Regions from separate parts of the Mus musculus genome. Here region 1 is linked to region 2. A link is a contact called in public ChIA-PET data. All regions are on one chromosome and are shown on one strand. The core of a region is the stretch at or near the end of the contact, and the rest is flanking DNA. Distances in the headings are between cores, read along the strand shown. Region 1 overlaps Il18r1 (interleukin 18 receptor 1). Region 2 has its middle 29 kb from the start of Rfx8.

Region 1 (3,293 bases), core at 255-2,754, 730 kb before region 2:
GTGTGTGTGTGTTGTACTGGGTGGGACCAAGAGTAAATGCACATTGGTTTGCCCCTAAGAGACAGGAGTGATTGGCATAATACTACATTTTCTCACTCCCTGAAGCCTTGTTCTTTATCTTGTAGTTCAACATAGAGGAAATCGGCCAGGTTTAGGGAGGGTAACAGACTGTCATGTGCTAAAAAGCAGTGACTAAGTGGCCATGCATAGCAGAGCTACTTGGCCCTGAAAAGAGCTCAGATTCCCATTGGCAGCATCTTCTTCTTAAAACTCCTCTTGTCATATCACGTTGGTTTCCACCTCTGCAATTCTCAGTTCTTAAGATTCAGCAAATCTTAACAGAGTGCTTGCTGTGCGTGGAAACCCCTTAGGAACCTAAACCAGGCAACACTCTGCACTCCCTGTCAAAGAGCAAGCTCAAAGGCTAGCAGGAAATTGAGATCAAGAAAGTCAAAATCTAAGACACCCCCCCACACCTTCCCTGTCACCCCTGGCCTTGAATCAATGCCACTCTGATTATAATGGCCCCTCTGGCTGAGTGCTGTTCAGGTTTAAGAAGCCCAGCTTAACAGCTGATTGCTCCGTTGTAGAGCACTTGCCTAACACGAACATAATCTTGGTTTCCATCAGCAGCAACCTAAAGCAAGATGAAAGAAAACAGGAAAGAGAGAGAGAAAGAGAGAGATTAATCAGGAAGGAAAGAGGAAGAAAGAAGGGAGAGGAGGAGGGAGGGAAGAAAGGAAGAATGAAAACAGAAAGACCTATTTTCTTCTCTCTGGCTCCAATAAAAGTGTTTTGTGCACCATTTCTTCACCTCCACTGGAGAAAACTCTCTTCTGTGTGACTTTCCTTCTTAGCTGGTTTTCTTTCCTTTTCAAAAGATGTTAGGTTTTAAGATTCTGTGTGCATGCAAGCATGTGTATGTACGTATGTATGTGCATGTAAGTATCAGTGCTGTGCACCAGAAGAGGCCCTGGTGCCCAGAGCTGGGTTCTAGGTGTTTAGGAGCCACCCTACATGGGTGCTGCAAACTGAACTCAGGTCTTCTGCAAGAGAAGCACATTTTCTTATTCATGAAACTCTCTCTCTCCTGCTTCTAATGCTCTCAAAAACGCTGGTCCATAAAATGTGACACAGGCATCGGGTTCTTCTTCTATTTGAACTAAAGATGTTCAAAGCACCCTCTTCCATGTGGAAGCTCCACTACACTCAAAGCCACTGTCAAAGTTTCATCCTTATCATCGGGTTGTGCTCCTATAAAATGTCGGTCTCTCAGGGTTAGCTGGACGATATGTCACTGTGTTGTGAGTTGTAGCATTTTTCACTCACTCTAGAAAGATCCAGTTGCAACATACATATTATAATTCTCTCCCTTAAAATATCACATCTACTGCACTGTTTAAAAAAACCAAGTTCTACCACATATTTCTGACACTCAGACGTTTCTGTGTCTAGTAAACAACTATGACCTCATTTTGTGAAAAACCACAGGAGCAAAAAAGAGGCTTTGCTGTGAAATCTCACTTCTCTTTCTTTAAGATGTGCTGATAAGGATCAGGGCTCGCTCTAGAATAAAGACAGATTTCTAAAAGAAATCTGCTACATCTCACAACACAGCGACATATCACCCAGCTAACCCTGAGAGACCAAAGTTTTATAGGTCAATGTCAAGTCTTTATAAAGAATGTTTACCTACACATGTATGCATGAGCCTAATGTGCATACATATGTATGTGCATGCTCTCTCTCTCTCTCTCTCTCTCTCCCTCCCTCCCTCCCTCCCTCGCTGTCTCCCTCTCTCCCTCTCTCCCTCTCTCCCTCTCCCTCTGACTTTGGCTATTAGCTTGTGGCTGGGTAGCAACTATATCTTTTCCCCAGTAACTTTGCCTCTTGTTTCTCAGAAACGTCCAAAATCTAGGCTAGGGTGTATTCCCCTAAGCTCTCTCCTTTCTCCCTTTCTCTGAAATCTGAGCAGGACATGTGGGAGGGAGCCCCTGTTGCTCTTGCCTCAGGTGCCATATCATCTGAAGTCCTCACTACCAAACCCACCTGAATTTCCTCTCTGCTAATCATTAACAAGAGTCCCTGCAAAGGAAATCTCATTAATCATTTAGTTTTATATATATATACATACACATACATATATACATATATGTATACATATATATATATACATGTGTATATATACATATATATGTGTATGTATATATATATATGTATACATATATATATGTATATATATATACACTACATACATACATACATACATACATATAAATTTAGAGTGACTGGCTTAATATTTCTACAATGAAACATTTGTTTCCTGTTGAAGAGAGAACAGGGAAGAAAAAAATGCATGGATTATCATGAGCTTACAAATGTGTATTTGATTTTCTGAGTCAAGGTCAAGAGTCTCAGGAAATACGTTAAAACAAATTGGCTCACTCACCCGACTTGAGAAATGTACGTTCCCTCATCCTCCATCTCAACTGGCCAGAATTCCAAGGTGTGATCATGAAAAGTGACTCTGGGCGAGCTTCTGTTGTTCAGCTCTCTATACTCATGTGAAGCACTGCCTTTGAACCATCTCATGGTGGCTGTTTCATTCCTGTGCACTGGTGCAGATATGCCACATGGCTTCAGATAAAAAGGTTCTCCCTCTACCACATGAATTTGTGATCGGTGAATACAACTTTCTACAGCAGATTGCAAGAGGAAAGGGAGATAAAACAGGACAAGGGTGATTTTTCCCTGATCCCCCTCCATGAGTATAAACAGTCAGTAAGAAAGCTGGGAGAAATCTCAGTATCGTACTCCTGTGCTGTCTTCTGTCTTAAGAGAAGACATACAGGAGATAAGACACTTTCAGAACCAAGATGAAGATAAAGCTGACGGCTTCCCCTAAACAGAAAGTTGAAGAGCTTAGCCAACCCTCACTCGAAGGCTTGGAGGCCACATCTTCAGAGTATGACACTTTATAACTTACTTTTAAGAAAAGGCATAGAATTCATAGGGTCATCATATTCCCTCGAAATGTCAGCACCATGGAATCTCCATGGGGAAGACAAGAAACCTGGGTACACATGTTCATCTCAGTCAAAGCAGGTCTCATGTCCCTTTGTCCAACCAGTCTGTCTCCTCGATCTGGGGAGGTTCGGGAGAGTTAAAGGAGTTCTTGGGTAGCTAAATCCTCACGGTGGCATGTTTCCACATAACTGACCAAGAACTGATGAATACAGACCATCCTTTCCCTTCCCATCTCCCCGTCTCTTCGCTCGGATTCTTTAGCTTTA
Region 2 (3,568 bases), core at 1,064-3,563:
AGGGAATCCTACATCCTTTTCTAGATTCTGAGCACCTTCGCGCATATTTGTGCATATTTCCCAACACATATACACATAATTTAAAAATAAAAATTTAAAACAATAGATCTATGACTTAGGAAATACATGACTATGAAAAACCCAAGGTGTGTCAGGAAAATGTTAACAGGGGTTGAGGCTTTAGCTCAGTTGGTAGAGCACACAAAGCTCTGGGTTTGAGCCTCAGCATTGCAAAACAGCCATGATGGCATAGTCCTTTAATCCGAGCATTCGGAGAGTAGAGAAAGGAAGATCTGAAGTCTGAGGACTTTCTCAGCTGCATAGCTGGTTCACAGATACCTTGGGACACGTGACCCTATCTACAAGGGAAAAGAAAAACATAGTCAAGTTGTTTTACACTCTCCACATCTGTTAGTGTCAGTCTTACCAGAAGGCAGCTGGACCCCTCATATCTGGTTTTGTACCTAGCCTGGGGTAGGGATATCATGTATTATATGGCTCCTAGCGTTTGTCACTGGATGGAGAGATGAGGTGAAAGGCAGGCAGGGCTCCATGATACTATAAGAATACCTTGGCAGCACGCCCTGTGGGGCCATACCCCCGGAGGGTCTCAGACACAGAACCCCAGCACCCTTCTTGAAACCCACTGGCTGGCACACTGGCACTCAAAGGGCTTCAGCGCTCTTCTCGGATTCCCTCATGGACATCCCGAGACTCTCCTGGGAGTTTCATTTAACACCAGACTTCTGCCAGAATCAGTAGCAGCCAATGTGCAGATGCTTCCTGGGTCCTCACATCCTCCATGGAGGAGGTGGGGGGCGGGGCGTTCAGGGGCGGAGCCCACATGCAGATCTCCTGAGATTTCATCTGGGGGGGTCTTCCGAGAGCCAGCCCCAGAATTCCCCATTCCCTTTGGTTTCTGTGTCCCCTCATTCTTCCTGGGTCTAATCTAGGCACTGGACAGAAAAGGCATTCTGACTTCACGGGAGGAAAGAGCACGCACCCAGTAGAAAAGAGGAAAAAAATGTCAAATTTTCTTTCGGGAGAAAAAGCTGAAAAGCAGTGAGGTCTATTTGCTGCCATCAGGCTAAGCCCTAAGCAGGTTAATCCTAGCAAAACGCTGCCTTCTCTAAACCTTCCTGCTGGGGGCCCGCATGGCATCTCGTGGGCTTTCATCAGTTCCTGTCCAGAGAAGCCTCATTGTGCTTACCTGGTGAGCCCAGTAGGGCTGTCTGTCATATGGTACCTGGGATCTCTTGTGGACATTGCATCAGAACTGGGGGGAAAAAGAGTAAAAGAAAAAACCCGAAAAAGAGTGAATAAATAAAATTGAAAGTCAAACACGGTTTCTCTACTGTTCTTATGATGATAACTCCCTGCCCCCCCCCCCCCAAAATCAGGGTCCCATTTTCAGCTCACTGAGCTGAAGACCCAGGTCTTATCACTGTCCCACACAGTGCCCAGTGGCTCATCAGTAATTAAGGAATATGTCTTGCACAATGATGAACAAATAAGGTCTCAGCTCCACATTGTCTTGCCCCATCAGTGGCAGCTTCATGTTTCCCTTGGCTGCTATTATCATTTAAACGTCCCCCACGAAAGTTCCTATATTGGAAAATTTAAACCCCAAAGTCATGTTACTGTTACTTGAGGTGAGTTTGGAGGGAATTAAGAAGTAGATATGATACCCCATGATGACACTTATGTCTGAGGGTGCCCCTCCAGAGACCCTCTGCTGGTCCATGCTCTTAGACCTCCCTGTCTCTAGAACTGCAAGTCAATCAAATGTCTACTCTGTATTAATTGCCCATCTCCACCATTTTGTTATAGCAGCAGGGAATAGATGAAAACAGATGCCCACTAAGACAGTAACACAAATTCCCAATCTCTGTGTTCAACAATGGGCTGCTGTGCTCAACAGTGGGCTGCTGGCTTAGAACTCAGAGATGAATTCTTTGCAGCCTGGTACCATCCCTTTGATCTCTGAAGCTGATTGTCTGACAGTCAGTCCATTCCTACAAGTGGGATAACAGTCAGTACTTAAGGGAAAATGATACAGAAAGATCCTGCATTGTAATATAGCAAACATTTGAGAAGCACAGAGGATTGGTTTAGGAAAGATCAGTAGCCCTAAGCAAGAGAACATTCCAGCTCCTTTATGTTTTCCACGACCCTTTCCCTTCTTGCACATGTCAGAAACCCAAGGTTTAATCAAGCAGCATCCGGGGCCCAGCCACAATGGACAGGAAATGGTGTCTCTCAGTCTGCAGTTGGGGGAGGGGGGACATTGCAGCTTTGTCAGTCTTTGATTGCTTTTCTGCAGCTGTCCCTCTAGGGAGAGCCAGCAGAGGCTGGCTCCAAGCTGTATACAGCCTCCCTCTCAGTAGGCCAAGCAGAGGAGGCGCCACAAGGGAGGACTCCCAAACCTTTCCCCTTTGCCTTCACAACTGCCATTTACTCTCCCAGTGAAACAAAGGCCACAAAATCAAAAGCCATCTTTTGGAGTCCCAATAAGTTGAAAGATGTTAGTTTTGACTCCCCTCTGCAAAGGTGTCACCTTTGCAGAAGGTGCCAGCTGAGTTAACCAGACAGTGTTTTCTCCCTCTGTGAGGCAGTAAACATCCAGATTCCGGAAGTGAGCTCTGCTCTCCCCTCTTTCCCACAAGCAAAATAGCAGATATCATCCACCTAATGGATGAATGGAGACTGTTGGCATTAAACAGCCAAGTGTCAGTCCCCTCCCTTCTTTATGGGTCTAAATGGACAAGAACAACCTTGGTCTTTATCTCATTTTGTTGACCTAAGAGAGCTATTAAGAGCTATAAATATCAAGGGAGATCAGAGGTACATTTATGTTTGCTTCTCTAGTTGGCAGCATGGCCCTGAAAGAACAGGACCAAAAAATGAGGCAGACTCAAGTCTCATGCAATTGCCACCTTTATTCAAGCAACTTATACTCTGAGGGTTAAGCAGTCCATTCTCAAGGACAAACTGCACGAGGCAAGACCAGGTTTTCCCTTAGATGTAAAGAGATAACACTAACCAGCTGTAATAAATAATCTGAAGTAGATCACTTCTCTCCAATACACCTGGGAGGGGTGTGAAACACATTCAAGGAACAATTCCGTGTTTTGAAGAAAATGAGGTGACAAGACTCCTGTCTGGTTTTCTTGGCGTTTTCTCACAAGTACTAGTTGTGATGTTATGTGCAACAGTGTTTCTTCAGCCACAAAGAATGCAACAATGTTACTGTCAGGAAAGCAGGTGCAACAGGAGGTCATTCATTATCGGTGAGCCCAGGGCTCAGCCATCCTCAGAGGAGCTCCTGCAGCGGATGGTAATTAATAGACCCATAACCCAACAGTGTGCAGAGACTGAGAGACATGGAACATACAGTCCTAGATGGAATGTCTCCATCAAACCCTCCCCTCGGGGCTCAGGGATCTCTTCAGCTGAGGAAGTGCGAGGACTGTGAGAACCAGAAGAGATGGATAACTCCAAGGAAACTGTCCTTCAGACATAATGGGATGGATGTACACATAAACTCACAGAGACTGCAGGCTCTGCA

The links. ChIA-PET counts read pairs in DNA pulled down with a chosen protein or histone mark.
Region 1: a contact with region 2 is called in an RNA polymerase II ChIA-PET map of memory CD8 T cells, with 15 read pairs. The contact joins two enhancer-like sites. A contact is called at or near these places in 2 of 115 datasets of contacts at active chromatin or transcription factors (memory CD8 T cells and thymic regulatory T cells) and 1 of 9 other capture datasets (embryonic stem cells).

Annotation. Positions count from the first base shown.
Region 1 is chr1:40,474,097-40,477,389 of GRCm38.p6, reverse strand. Il18r1 (interleukin 18 receptor 1) reads right to left here. Exons shown (of 11, transcript NM_008365.2): 3 at 2,450-2,696. Among named protein-coding and RNA genes, the nearest start is that of Il18r1, 9.7 kb to the right of the region's middle. Within about 2 kb of position 1,504, at least 49 of the 459 cell types and tissues checked have an H3K27ac peak or open chromatin away from gene starts, as enhancers often do. A contact at or near this core is called in memory CD8 T cells, where this site is marked.
Region 2 is chr1:39,748,601-39,752,168 of GRCm38.p6, reverse strand. No RefSeq gene overlaps it. Among named protein-coding and RNA genes, the nearest start is that of Rfx8, 29 kb to the right of the region's middle. Within about 2 kb of position 2,313, at least 73 of the 459 cell types and tissues checked have an H3K27ac peak or open chromatin away from gene starts, as enhancers often do. A contact at or near this core is called in memory CD8 T cells, where this site is marked.